3 separate regions of the Mus musculus genome follow, and regions 1 and 3 are each linked to region 2. Evidence: chromatin contacts called from public Micro-C data. All regions are on one chromosome and are shown on one strand. The core of a region is the stretch at or near the end of the contact, and the rest is flanking DNA. Distances in the headings are between cores, read along the strand shown.

The links. Hi-C and Micro-C count contacts between places; a contact is called where the count stands out from the background.
Region 1: a contact with region 2 is called in a Micro-C map of muscle stem cells, with 5 times the contacts expected there. The contact joins two enhancer-like sites. A contact is called at or near these places in 3 of 484 Hi-C or Micro-C datasets (muscle stem cells, myocytes and nephron progenitors), 5 of 115 datasets of contacts at active chromatin or transcription factors (SST interneurons, differentiating embryonic stem cells, embryonic forebrain and 2 more) and 1 of 9 other capture datasets (pancreatic islet).
Region 3: a Micro-C map of muscle stem cells shows a contact between it and region 2, with 4 times the contacts expected there. The contact joins the promoter of Evc here to the enhancer-like site in region 2. A contact is called at or near these places in 1 of 39 promoter capture datasets (hippocampal neurons), 2 of 484 Hi-C or Micro-C datasets (cortical neurons and muscle stem cells) and 1 of 9 other capture datasets (liver).

What each region holds. Positions count from the first base shown.
Region 1 is chr5:37,697,015-37,701,570 of GRCm38.p6, reverse strand. All of the region lies in intron 1 of Stk32b (serine/threonine kinase 32B), which reads left to right. Among named protein-coding and RNA genes, the nearest start is that of Stk32b, 18 kb to the left of the region's middle. Within about 2 kb of position 1,325, at least 15 of the 459 cell types and tissues checked have an H3K27ac peak or open chromatin away from gene starts, as enhancers often do. A contact at or near this core is called in muscle stem cells, where this site is marked.
Region 2 is chr5:37,509,159-37,513,776 of GRCm38.p6, reverse strand. The region is part of intron 4 of Stk32b (serine/threonine kinase 32B); the gene reads left to right. Among named protein-coding and RNA genes, the nearest start is that of Evc2, 170 kb to the right of the region's middle. Within about 2 kb of position 1,981, at least 11 of the 459 cell types and tissues checked have an H3K27ac peak or open chromatin away from gene starts, as enhancers often do. A contact at or near this core is called in muscle stem cells, where this site is marked.
Region 3 is chr5:37,334,473-37,338,945 of GRCm38.p6, reverse strand. Evc (EvC ciliary complex subunit 1) reads left to right here and starts at 2,065. Exons shown (of 21, transcript NM_021292.2): 1 at 2,065-2,311. The coding sequence starts at 2,153. It overlaps Evc2 (EvC ciliary complex subunit 2), which reads right to left and starts at 468. Exons shown (of 20, transcript NM_145920.3): 1 at 219-468. The coding sequence starts at 398.

The DNA of each region.
Region 1 (4,556 bases), core at 76-2,575, 190 kb before region 2:
GAAGATATTTAGAGGAATTCTACATGCACAAAAGAGGAAGATAACACAGTAACAAGAGTATAGAAGCAAACAAGTCTTAGCAGAAGTGTAGATAATCGAGTCAGAAAAGAATCAAACGTTAGAAAAACAATAAGATTATGACCCTGGATGTAAATGGTCTTAGTGACTCAAATGAAAAGATGCAGACAGGATGGGTGGCTTTAAAAGCAAGATCCAACTTGCTTCCAGTAAGAACCATACCTCACTCACAAATGCCTAGATACAGAGGGAGAATAATGAAAACGGTGTTCTTGGTACACAGAACATGGAAGTAGACAGGAGTTATGTCTGGAAAAGGAAATTTCAGGCCAAGTAATTTTTCAGCTACTTATCTAACAGAGGATTAATATACACAAAGTGCAAAGATCTCAAGTTCAGCACTGCTGTGTGAGTGAGGTAAGGACCTCTGGCCTTGTAGGACTGGCTGTGTGTGAAACTCTACATAGGAGCTTGTGAATACACAAAACTTCTTTTGATAGAATCTCTAAAATAGAATAGCAAACAGATGAGAAACGACGATAAGAACAACCCCTCCCCAACCCAAAACCAACCAAACAAAAAATAACTAGGCATGGCTAAAACAGAACCAGGTATTGGGAAACTGGGAGAGGGGAGTGAGAGTCAGCTCAGGGGGTAAAGGGTTTGTAGGCAGGGGTGAGGACTCACTGCCCCTATAAAGCCTGGAGGAGTGGCTTGCATCTGTAAACTCAGTGTTCCGTGGTGAGATGAGAGACAGAGATGGAAGAGCTTCTAGAAGCTCACATGCCATTAGGGCTGCTGAAGTAGTGTATTAGGGAACAGCAAGGACCCAGTCTCACATAAAAAATGACTGACAGCCGAGGCGGTTCGGTGCCAAGCACACATGCACCGTGGCGTGGCTATGTCCACCCAAGTGCTACAGGAAGAACCACTGCAAGATGCCCAGGCCGAATAACTGATTCGCAGGCTGAGAATGAACTAAGTCAAGCAATGTTTCAGCAAAACCTTGTGAGCCGTTGGGAAACACTCCTGCCAGCTGGGAAATGGCCAACACCATTAGGTATCTTTGGTTGGTTGATGTGAAACTGATGTAACAAAATGTTCTGTTAAAAAAGAGAACTAAAATCTGAACATCAAAAAAGCCTGGAGACAATCAGCAGAGAAGCGTAAGCAGATAGTTTTCCAACCACACACAAATTGCCAATAAACACACGGAACACAAAGGTCAGCTTTTACAGTTGCCACTGTAATGCCAGTAAAGACCACAGAGAAATTCCAGTCAGCCCCAGTCAGACGGCTTCCATGTAGGCAACTATAGTGGGACTGGGAGTGTCGCTCAGGGTTAGAGCAACTGCCCAGCATACATCAAGCTCTGAGTTCATCCCCAGTGCTTGCCAAAACCACAAAGAACAAATGCTGTAGGATGAGGGAGGTAAGGAACCTTACACAGGCGCGGTAGGAATGTAAATTAGTCTAGCCACTACAGAAGTCAGGTGTGCGGCTTCAAAAAAACCTAAAAATAGAAGTGCCATGTGACCCAGATCCAACTCCTGGCCACATCCCCAAAGGAATCAAAGTCAGCATATAGCAGCGACACCTGCTCGTGTTTATCACTGCTCTGCTCGTGACAGCTCAGGCATGACGTCAGCCCAGACTCCTGTCAGGGAGCGGACGCCAAAAGGAAGTGTGCGCTGCACGCACTGTAAAGAATTACTAAACCACAAAGGAGAAACAAACCGTATCATTGGCAGGAAAATGGATTAAATGTATCATTAATAATGTCAAATAAGTTGGACTTAAGACTAATTTCTCATGGTTTCAAATGTAGGATCTGGGGATGGGGGGAGCATTGGAAGTAGAAGGAGGAACAGGAAGGGACCAAGAAAGTAAGCCGGGAAGAGATTAACCAAAGATCAAGTGAACACTATCATAGTAGTACCACACCCTGATGACCAGGCATGTAAGTCTATAAGCCCATGGGAGCCATTTTTCTTCAAACCACCATGGGTGTCTTCCTCAATCACACTCCCCTTTGGATAATCTCTCATTTAACTTGGAGTTCACTGAGCGGGCTCACTTTCCAGGAATCCTCAAGGGTTCTCCTGCTCCTGTCTCCCTTGCTCTAGAATGACAAATGTAGCAAGGGTATATCCCACCACACCTGAGGTTTTTTTTTTTGTTTGTTTGTTTTTAAATATGGGTTCTGGAATCTAAACCTGGCATTCATGCTTGTATGGCAAACACTATACCAGCTTGTTAGCCTCCTCCTCCTCCAATGACAGTAAATGCCTTGGTACGCCTTGGTGGACATCTTTTGAGGAGAACAGCAAGTAAATAAAGCACAGAAGAGCAGGGCAGTGGCTGGGGTGCTGAGTGGGGCTGGCACACTGGAGAGGCTATCAGAGTGTAACCCGCTTAGGCATTTACCTGTGACCTTAAATGATGGCATGTCTCTGAAGATAGGTGACCTTCCACATTTTCCCCAGCACTACTGTTGTGGGTCTTGGAATCAGCTTTTGAAAACACTATAATCTGCCCTCTGACTCAGTCTAGACATGGCCAATAGGTCTTGAGTATTTGTGTAACTGAGATGTGCCAAAACTCTTGTCCTTCATGGAACATCCCAGTGGGCATGCTTGCTATGCACATAGATCCTGGATCCAGCTATCTGAGCCTGACATCTATTGACTGGGTAATCCTGAGCGTTTTTTACCTTTCTGACCTACAGCTTCCTCATTAGTAACATGGGGGGGGGGGGCAGGAAGTTGTCAATGGTACTTTGTGAATCACATATATCTGATAGTTCTATAGCAGGGAAGAGTATGTTGTGTAAAGTTTACTTAGATTAAGTTTGTGACTAAAAGTCATGCTAGAGAGGGTAAGAACAGATTTCGGTCTGGACTCAAATCTTGTTTTGCTATGTATTAGCTGAATCACTTGGGTCACCCGTATACTGTCCCTGAGCCTCACTTTTTTCCTCTGGAAAATGTAGGTGAAGTGAGAATATATTGGGTTCTTCCTGTCTGAAGCCAAGAGTTCAAGCAGCAAGTGTCAGGTGAGGTGGTGGCTTGACCTTGCCCTCAACTCAGCTACTGCCACTCTCTGCCACAAGATGGTATAAGACTCCCCACCTGCTGCCAATCCATGTCATAGGATGGTATAGGACCCCCCAGCTTCTGCCAATCCCTACCATAGGATGTTAGGCCCTCATTTCCATATCTTAGGAGACACATGCTGGAGATTCTGCCCTCTGACTACTGTAAGGGGTCGCCATCACACCTGTCAGCAGGGCCAAGCTGTGTTCAGGGAAGCCAGGGACAGGGACCATCTTCCAAGTGGACCCCTCTGATGTCCATCCAGTCAAGCTCAGAGCATCCTGGAGTCCTGCTGTTGCTAAATTCCTTGTCAGATCCTGGGGGGAAAGGAGGCCCATAGGGGAGGCTTTAAGGAGGGTTAGACACAGAGCTTGAAGGCAAAGGAGTAGAGTCTGGATAGCCAGAGTCATGGGCTGCATGTGTCCCGTGAGTAAGGTTCGCCAAGCCCTGGCCCTCTTAATTCAGGACGTGACCTTGTTTGCTGACACAGAAGAGTGCCAATGAAAATGCGGGCATGAGCCTCTAATCCAGGCTACCTTTTCTGTGACCCAAACAAGAGAGGATGCGATAGTGTTCCTTGGCCATTCCATGCCTGCTAACACCACAGTTTCTTCCTATGCGTAAATCAGAAGGCACCGTTTAGCAATGGCACACTCCATTACCCAGATGTTTAGCCAAACCTGAGTTTTGCCAAGACTGCACATAGTGTGTGTGTGTGTGTGTGTGTGTGTGTGTGTGAGAGAGAGAGAGAGAGAGAGAGAGAGAGAGAGAGAGAGAGAGAACTGTGTTTTGAGCGCCATACCTGCCCATATTCCTACAGGGATTCACTGCATCCCCAGGTGGCTTCTAAGCCTGTGCTATGATAATATTTTCCAAGCAAAATTTCAGAGGTAAGAGCGTCAGTGGAGTGGGAAGCCAAGTCGTGGATATTGCACAGGCTGCACACCCACACAGCTGGCTCTGATCGCAGAAGAGCCAATACCGTAGTTTTAATCTGGGGACTGTCGCTAGGTTTCTGTGCTGGCTGCAGGCTGCAGAGTGGGATGATGGGAAGAAACTGATGACCAGAAGACATGAAAATACAGCATAAGTGGAGGAGAGTTATGTGTGCCTGTCTTTGTTCGAATGACATTAGTCAGGGTTCTCTAGGGAAACTGACAGTATGACTAGGAGGGTCTAGAGAGGAGGAGCACTCGCTATGTAATCATGAGGACCAAGGTGTAGACCAAGCACCCACATAACAAGCCACCATCCCCACACAGTTACAACTCCACCTCCAAGGGATCCAAAATCTTCTTCTGTCCACCATGAATGCAAATGTGCATTCATGCACACCTATACACACACACACACACACACACACACACACCTTAAAGAGGAGGTTATTAGGTTTGCTTGTACAATAGTTAGTCCAGTAAGGACCATCTGCACACTGGAGAGGCT
Region 2 (4,618 bases), core at 732-3,231:
CTGACAGCATCTGGGGCCTAAAAATAGCAATCCTTTTGGTATCAGTTCAAATTGAGAGTGCCACACAGGCTCTGTTTGCAAGCCAAGGCTCCCTAGGGCAGAAAGCCCCCTTTTGTGGTACCACTCTGAATCCTGTGGTCAGCCACGGACAGGTGGGGGTTTTGGAGGTGTCTATATGCTGTCCTCCTGAGCTGACAATCTGTTTCTCTATCACCCATGTGGATTCACGCATGAGCCATGAGGTAAATGCCCCCTCTTCCTTCTTGCCAGTCAAACTGAGTGACCCTGGCCCTGAGTCCAAGGGCCTCAAAAGCCGAATCACAGCTTCCAAAGAAAGCAGGGCTGGCCACCACACCCCTGTGATTTAATGAGAAGCTTGTATTACATCACAATGCAACAAAAGTGCATGAGGAGGCTGAGCAAGCTATTGGCTTGGGTCTCCTGAACTCTAGGGAGACCACCCTCCTCACCTCATGTCAAGACTTCCAAATCCTTTCAACATGAGATGGGGGGTGAGGGGTATTCAAATCATAACATCCTGTGAATAGAGCAGGCTTATTACTTCCTGTTGGGCCTAGAAGACAATGCAGGTCTGTCTTGCCTACAGAATGGAAGGTGGTGACTAGCCTGGAAAGCTGAAGCCCCTGATGCTGCTAACCCACAGCCACCTGGGGATTAGCCTAGGGAAAGGAGCGATCTGTGCATATTTGAGCCTAGCCTTCCCAGGTAAGGGTACAGCAAACTGAAGCCCCTGGTGAAACTGCTCAGCTCTGATTCACCCCAGGCTGGGACAGATGGAGGCAGATGCAGAGAGACAGATCCAGGTCACCAGGACTAGGAGGTGTGTAGTGGGTTCTGTAAGTTTGCCCATGTCTGACATAATAATTCCAGGTAGGAAAGACAATATACATGATGGCCCCACAGGAAAAATTCCTTCTGCCTAGTATTCCTACATCTTCATTCCTGTTTAGATAAACAACGTCCTGCCAGTGTATTGCAGCTCAGCCACCTGCCTCACTGCCTTGCCTTGGAGCCTCAGGCTGTATTGGATACCTGAGATCAGTAGTAACCACAGTCTAGGTACAGACATGTGCATTCTTCTAGGCTTTCAGAGTCCCAATCATATGCAACACTGCTCAGAACTCTCTTCCCTAAGTGGCACATGACATTCCTGGTTTCTTCAGTAGGTGAATAATGAGAAAGGTTTGAGTGGAGGATGGCTGCTGTATTGTGATGACACACAGGATGCCAGAGGCAACACTGCTCTGCGGGGCAAGAAAGGGAACCTGTTGTTCAACTGGCTGTGAACTAATGAGGGAAAGGAGGAGGGGATGAAGGGTGACTGACTGCAGCATTTGCTGAGCAGAGAGGGGGGAGGGGAGGGAGGGAAGGAGGGGAGAGGAGAGAGAGAGAGAGAGAGAGAGAGAAAGAGAGAGAGAGAAGGGGAGGGGAGGAGAGAGAGGAGGGGAGGGGAGGAGAGAGAGGAGGGGAGGGGAGGAGAGAGAAAGAGAGAGAGAGAGAGAGAGAGAGAGAGAGAGAGAGAGAGAGAGAGAGAGAGAGATGGGGGTGAGGAAGCTGGTTCTAAATGGGTCTTGGTTCTAATGGGGAGATCAGGAAAGAGTTAAAAGTTAGGAAGAGATAAACTAGACCTCAGCCATGGAATCTGAGCTAGGGGAGAGTTGGGAATGAGGTCACGGTGGACAGGATTGAGGGAGAAGGCCATGGGATGCAGAGCCAGTGTGAATAGAGATTTGCACTGAGCATTCTGGACTGAAGTGGTCTGTGCCTGAGTGTGAAACCTTTCTATTAATCACAGCTCCAGCTGTCTAGCAGTGGTTGCAAGGCCCCTGGCAAAGACCCACCCACCCACTTCCCACTGTCGCTTGCCTGCTGCTGTAGAGGCTTCCTCCTGAAGAGCTCTGGGTCTGGTGAAGCAGGCTGACTCAGACACAGATCACTTCAGTTCAGTATGTTCAGTACAAATAGAAATAAGCAACCTGACCTTGGGATGGGATCTGTGGAAGCTCACAGCAAAGTGCCTCCCTCTCTATGCCTAGAGAGACAAACACTTGTCCTCCTCATCCATGAGGGCAGTCATTGGTCCTAGTACATTCTTGGATTAATCTGCACATTCTGAAAGCTTTGAATTGCTAGGGATAAGCTTGGAGGCAAGTACGCCTTCCTCAGTCACCCCGCTCACCTCCAGCCAGTGCTGGACAAAGCTCTTGGGCTGAACTAATTAGTGTCAACAGGTGGTGGCTGCTCTTGGCATAGCTGAGGAAGTCACTACCCTCAAGTGGATCCTGACCATGGATGGAACAAGAGGACAGTGAGGTCAGCCATGGAAGGCTTAGTGCTATGTGTAAGGCACTACACCCTCTACAGCTTGTGTACATTGAAAGAATTGCTTCTACACACTAAGCCAGCCACGGATGCTTTCCACACACACTCAGCATACTTAGTGCCTATCTTTACTGTTCTTAGTCGACATGTTCAAAGTTTGCATACATGTCTTGGTGTTACTCTTTCATTTTTAAGACTAGATTTGCAGAGAGAGCAGAATCAACCTACAAAGGCTGTTGACCCTAGAGAACCATGAGAGGGAAGGGGGGAGAGTGGGGCCCAGATGCACTTTGTGAAGCCATAGGGTCATAGTCTAAAAGACATGCAACTTGATATGTGGGAAATGATAAACACAAAGTATCCTGGGTTTCAAAGAGTGATTCGTTGTAAGAATAAAGATCAGAAAGCATCTATGTAAGTTTCCCACTGAGAACCCTTCACCATTCACCCAATCAGATAGCACTGACCCAGAGACAGACCTAAGGATTGCCAGCCAGTTAGTATGTAGAACAGTGAACTTAAAAAGAGTCTTTAAAAAGTGTTGGATGTCCTCAGCAATTAGGAAAAGGCAAATTAAAACCCTTCTCGGCTTTTCGATTGTCTCCATCACTGCCTGAGCTCACCAGTATGGAGTATTAAGAATATTCCCAGCAGAGAGAAGAGGCAGAAACAGCCTCCTGCCCTCCTTGGCCACCTATCTGTGCTGTTTTTAAAATAAGAAAGCACGGTTGATGTTCTCCAATGTTCCTGAGCAGGAGTTAAGGTTCATTTCAGGGCAAGCCCAGGTTTGATAGCTTCTCAGGCATACATTCCATTGGAGTGTCGTCTTGCCTGGCTCAGAGTGATGAGCTTGTCCTCAGCAAATACCATCACAACCACCCCCGTTGACACCACCCTTCTCCTGTCCTTTCTGGACATGCATCAGCAGGGTGATGCTCCAGAGCTGAGATACAATCACTGTGAGAAACAGACACAGAGGAAATGGACCTGGCTGAACAAGAAGCTCTGATAAGAGGCTCCGCCCAGAAAGCACTCTTAAATCCCAAGCCGCTCTGCCGGCATCCCTATGTCGCCACCTCTTGAACCATGCTCTTCCCAGAAAATCACATCCCGACAAAATTGAATTCACTTTCTAAAAGCTGGAGAACCTGCCCTGGAGTTCTTCCAAGCACCTTTAAAAGGCTCCTGTAGTCCCAGTCCCTGCCTGTTTCAGCTCTTGGTCTGGAAGGCACCCTGAACACTGGACCAAGGCTCCTGGGAGCCACAGTTTCAGCAGCTGCTGTTTCTCATTTTCCAGATGAGGAAGCCAAGGCCTAGACTTCAATGCCCAGGCCCCCATGGCTGGTGTCATATAGCCCCACAAGTAAAGGCCACTAACTTGGAGATTTTCAATCACCCGTGCTTATATTCCAGAATGCAGGCCCATCTCTTCTAGACCCTGAACTTGGGGCCTCATAACTGCCAGTTGGGTATACCCTGGGGTCTTCTCCCAAGTTCTCAGGGTGCTTAGCAAAATTCTGCCATTGTATCTTAAAACTGTACTGACTGCAGACTTCATCTCCTGGGGGCCCCTACGTGACCTGGCCCTGTGGCCTTGTTCACACATGTTGGCTCCCACATGAACAGCTGCCTCACTGTGGCTTCCAAGACAGTCCAGGCCCTTCCTGCATATGCCTCAGCAGATTCTGCAATAAGATGGCAAACTGGTGAAGAGGAAGTTCCATATATTCTGTCATATATCATAAATGGGGCTGGACAGATGGCTCAGTGGTTAAAAGCACTCACTGCTTTTCTGAAAGTCCTGTGTTCAATTTCCAGCAACCACAGGGCACATTACAACGGTCTGAGGCTGTCTTCTGGTGTGCAGCCTACATGCAGACAAAGTGTCCATATACGTAAAATACATAAAAAATAAAAATAAAATAAGTAAAGCAAACCAAGGCCACCCATCACCTTGGTCATGTTCCAAGGGATGGAAGCCATTGCAGGGGTACACCTCTTCCTCTGGGATGCTGGCTGCCTCATTCACAAGAGGAGAACCTGTTTCTTGCCTGTCACATGACCCCACCCATCTCCACCAGACCCTGCTTTACTCTCTTTAAAGCACCTGTCCCAGGTTGCCATTGGTCATTTATCATATACTTTCTCTTAGGTCCCTCCTAAGGTGCAAGTCGATCAGTCAGTTCAGTTTTACTCTCTGTATCCTTGGGGGAACAGAGAAGAATGAGACTCCCCAGACACTGGAGACTCTGCTCTGTGCTAAGAACAGACATAA
Region 3 (4,473 bases), core at 816-3,315, 170 kb after region 2:
GCTAGGGTGCGAATCTGGATCCGAACCCATACAAGCCTATGGCTACCAAGCGTGAGGCTTCACCGATTCTGGAGTTCCGTTGATACAAGTATGTGCAGAACGCACCTAGAAGCACCACCAAGCAAAAAGTTCAGCCTCTCCCTCCACTTGATCTTGTGCCCTACAGGGCAGGACTCTTTCAGAGGATGGAGACAGACACAAGCTCCAGCTCTCCTTACCTGCGAGCTTGCCCAGGGTCCTGCTGGGCCGGGCCGAGATGGTGACCCTGGGCCCAGGGCAGGGAAGGATGGTGGAAGTGCACGCGGACCCGAGCCCAGTACCAGGGCAGCGGCCAGGATATTCCCAGCCAGCACCCACGTGGCTCGTCCCCCAGCGCCCGTGGGGCCCGTCGCCCCCATCTGGTGGCTACAGACCCCACACAGGCCCCGCAGAGTCGCGGAGCTTCCGGACCCCGGGACCGCCCCCGCCGCGGAGCATGCTCAGTGCGAACCGCCTGGAAAGTTTTCTGGAACGCTGGCATCTGGAGTTTGGAGGCCGCAAGCTGCGTAGGAGGGAGCTGCGCAGCTCCTTCGCTTGCTGTGCCTCACTCCAAATCACCCCCGCTACTCTTCTTCCCCAAGGGTGACAAGGGCCTCTACTAATGCCCACTGACTCTCTAGATCTCAGCCCAGTCTTAGCACTAGGAATTCCCAGAGACGCTGTTTGAACCCGACTCTCCTCAGACCACCTCAGCGAGGTTAAAAAACCTCAGGGAAGCATTAGAAAGGTCACAGAAAAAGGAGCAGGGGGAAGTCTCAGCAGAGTACCCACTGTCTGAATCCGGGCTGGGGATCTTGCTGGACCTGCCCAGCCTCTCCAGCAACAATGAAGCCATCACTTGGCCAATGAGTAAGCTGGGGCAGAAAGCTCCCCCAAGGGGTGTTAGGGCTCCCCTGAGTGCCCAGAGGGAGGAGCTGGGGAAGGGGTAGTCTGCCTTCTGGGCTCTAGAGATGTCCCTTATCCAGGGACAGGGTCTTCTGTGAACGGTCCTGCTGGGCAGCTGCCGGAGAGCCTTGTATCAGCCTCTCCACACCTTCAATGACACATCCCTTTCTTGACCTGACCTGGATAAGACCAGGAGTTTGCAGCCCTTAGTGTCCTTAACTAAACCTCTCACATCAGGTACTGCACCCTTGAGAAGTGCCAGGCATCCTGGAGCAGTGTTAAGGCAGTATTAACAAGTGACTTTAGAGGCAAAACATAAGCAGCGTTGATTTTTAATGGATCCTTTCCCTCACCCCACCCTCCACCCTTTTGAGATGAGTCAGGTGATCTGCCTTTGCCTCCTGAATAGCCTGAGTGACCGGGAGATAACAGCTGTACGCCACTACCTGACCTTGTGCGTTTTTTAAAGTCAGGCCTGAGCATCCAACCAACACTACGTTGCAGCATGAAGCTATTGCCAGGAAGATGTTCCAGTTCCCAGGGATACCCCGAGGACAGGAAGGTCCTCTTAACAGGTGTGTGACCTGAAGCCACAGGTGTGAGCAGACAGACATTGCCATCTTCTTCTGAGCTGTCAGATCTTGAATGAGACACTTCCCCTGACAGTTTCTTTGAAGAGGCTGAAGTACTGGCTCCCAATCTGCCCACGTGGAACCATGAAGGATAAAATGAAGAGACGTCAGGATTCTAGAGGGGCCCGAATGTAACATTCGCTCATAAAGAAGAATTTTTCTCGGGGAGAAAGCAGGGTTAAAAGAAGTGTTCAATCAGTTGGGTGCGGAGCATCCCGGAGGGAAGAACGACTTGCCCCAGGAGCGGCGCGGGAATCGGATTGGACAGGCTACAGCAACCTTGAGGTGCTGCTGGAGTTAATCTGGCCGCCAGCTCAGGACTCAGGGCAACCTGAACGCTCAGTGATCACAAAAGAGTAGCTTGCTCCGGAGACTGGGAGGAGGGGTGCTCCTTTGCTCTTGCATGTGGGGTCCTCGGGCTGAAAGGCGCGCCCCGGCTGCGCATGCTCAGTGCACTGTAGGGATGGCCCGGAAAGGCTGAAAGTTTGGGGCGGCGGGTCCAAGCTCCTCCCTCGGCTCGGGTGCAGCGGGAAAGGGTACAGAGGCGCGGACCTGGCCGGCGGCGGGATGCAGCGGGTCACCCGCCTGAGCCCTCCATGACCTGCACTAAAGATGCGCGGCTGCAGCTGGGCCGGGAAGCCCTGCAGGCGGCGCCGACGCTGCTGGTCCCCGCGGTGCTACTGGGTGGCGTTCTCGGCCTAGGCCTTGGCTTGTGGCTTGGCTGTCGCGCGAGCCACTTGCGCGCACGGCTCCAGGTGGGTTCCAGCGCAGCCGGGAGGATCGAGCGCCCTCCTCTTCTTCCCGCGGAGTCCTGGGCTGCATTCCCTGAACCCCCAGCTTTGCGTCTCCTGACTGCGATTGCGATTGCGTGCAACCTCTTGCTCCAGGAGCATCAGGGCTTTCTGAGGAAGGAGGAGGAGGGATAGAGTGAGTAGCCAGAGAGCATTGGCCCGGGGACCACAGAAAGATAGTCGCCCAAAAGCCCTTCTATGCCACAGTGCCCACTGGTTTAGTTAGAAGATTGGACATGATCTCAGCAATTACGCCCCAGATCAGTATGGGGACAGAGAAAGATTAGTGTGTGCACCCAAATGCCCACTCCCTCTTTCTTGCTTTGGAGCTGCCAGACAACATCCTCTGGGAGTGGGCTAAGGACTTTCTGTCAGATGAAACTGGCCCGGGGCCTTGAATGCACAACGGTGAGCAGGATAGATATTTCCAGTTAGCATTTGGATAGAACCCAACAAGGTGGGTGCTGTGATGGAGTAGAAAGAGACTAGAGTTTCTTGAGAGATGTCTGTTCCAGGCACTGAGCCTGGCTCTCCGCCCTAGGCTCTGTCTGCCCTAGGCTCTGAACTCTCCAAACAGCTTTTGAATCAACTCCATGTGTGGCCCATTTTACAGATGCTGAAAGTGAGGCAAAGGGTTAAGCAGCCTAGCAACACAACAAGCATATGCGGGGCGGGGCGTTGGGGGGTGTAAGTAATGCGCTAACTGGCAACTATGTAAATGACTTGGGATGTTCAGGGACACTCCTGGCACAGAGGAGCAGACATCTGATCAATTGTAGAAAGACCCATTGGGAACTCTGGCTTCAGGCAGTTCTGACTTCTTCCAGGTTTCCTCTGTTGTGCAGGGGAATTGGCTTTCTCCAGCTAGAAACCTGTCTGGTTGAGGATTACTTTTCTTGGTCTCTCACTTCGTTCAAGAACTCACACATGTCTGGATTGACTTGGCCAATCCTTCTTTCTCTCCGTTATCAAGCCTCTTCATGGACAACCCTTTGTGCTAGTCAGATACGAGAGCAGTCCTGAACTCTTGGATAGAAAGAGAGAGAGAGAGAGAGAGAGAGAGAGAGAGAGAGAGAGAGTGTGTGTGTGTGTGTGTTCTGGAAGACTTTCTTCAGTTTTATTCTTATGAGAATACACATTCTATGTTTTCATGTTCAAGAGTTCTTTTCCCCCAAGTCCTCCGTTTTGATCCTAAACTGCCAGTTTGTGAGTAGACTCTCTCTCTCCTCTCTGAGGACACTGTAATTGGCTGTTGTCTTGTGTCTCCTCAGCCCTCTGCAGCTTGTTTGGGGGTTTTTCCCTTCTTGTTAGAGTTTGTCCTTAAATCACTTGTGACCCTTGACCTCCTGGCCACTTCTAAGTGTGGAAGTAGAAATTGCTTCTGACCCTGGGTGTATTATTATTCCCTAACACAGCCAGCAATTGCTAAACGAAGCATCCCGGAATTTTGGGCTATAGCATCTGTCCTTTCTGCCCAGAGACCCACCCTGGTCCAGGCACATGGGCTTCCTGAACATCTGACATGGCCAGGCCTGTCTGTGTCTGCATCAAGCTCTTTCCAATTGCTCTCACATCCGTCTCCTGGGACCTCAGAGGCTTGCTCCCTCCTTTAAGTTTGTTCTCAAACAAACTTTGTCTAAGAAGCTTCTCGTCAGTGTCAGGAACAAGGCTGGGTACCCTTCTGATGCTGAATCATAACCCTGACTAATTAAGTGCACAACAAGTTCATCAAGGCACAACTGCAATTCTCTCTGTGTATGTGTGTGTGTGTGTCTGTCTGTCACTGGCTCTGTCTCTCTGTCTCTCTGTGTGTGTCTGTCTCTCTGTCTCTCTCTCGCTCTCTGTCTCTGTCTCTCTCTCTCTCTGTCTCTCTCTCTCTCTGTGTGTGTGTGTGTGTGTGTGTGTGTGTGTGCGTGCGTGTGTGTCAGGGAGCACGTTTTTGAGCACGCACCTCTAACACAGCATACTTGTGGAGATCTGAAGACATTCCCCTCAAATCAGTTCTCCCCTCCCACCACGTGGGTTCAGAAGACAGTCCTTCAGTCAGAAACCTCAGTAACAGCTGCCTTTACACTGAACCATCCTGCTGGCTCCTATGTGGGTGTGTGTGCATGCATGTTCATGTG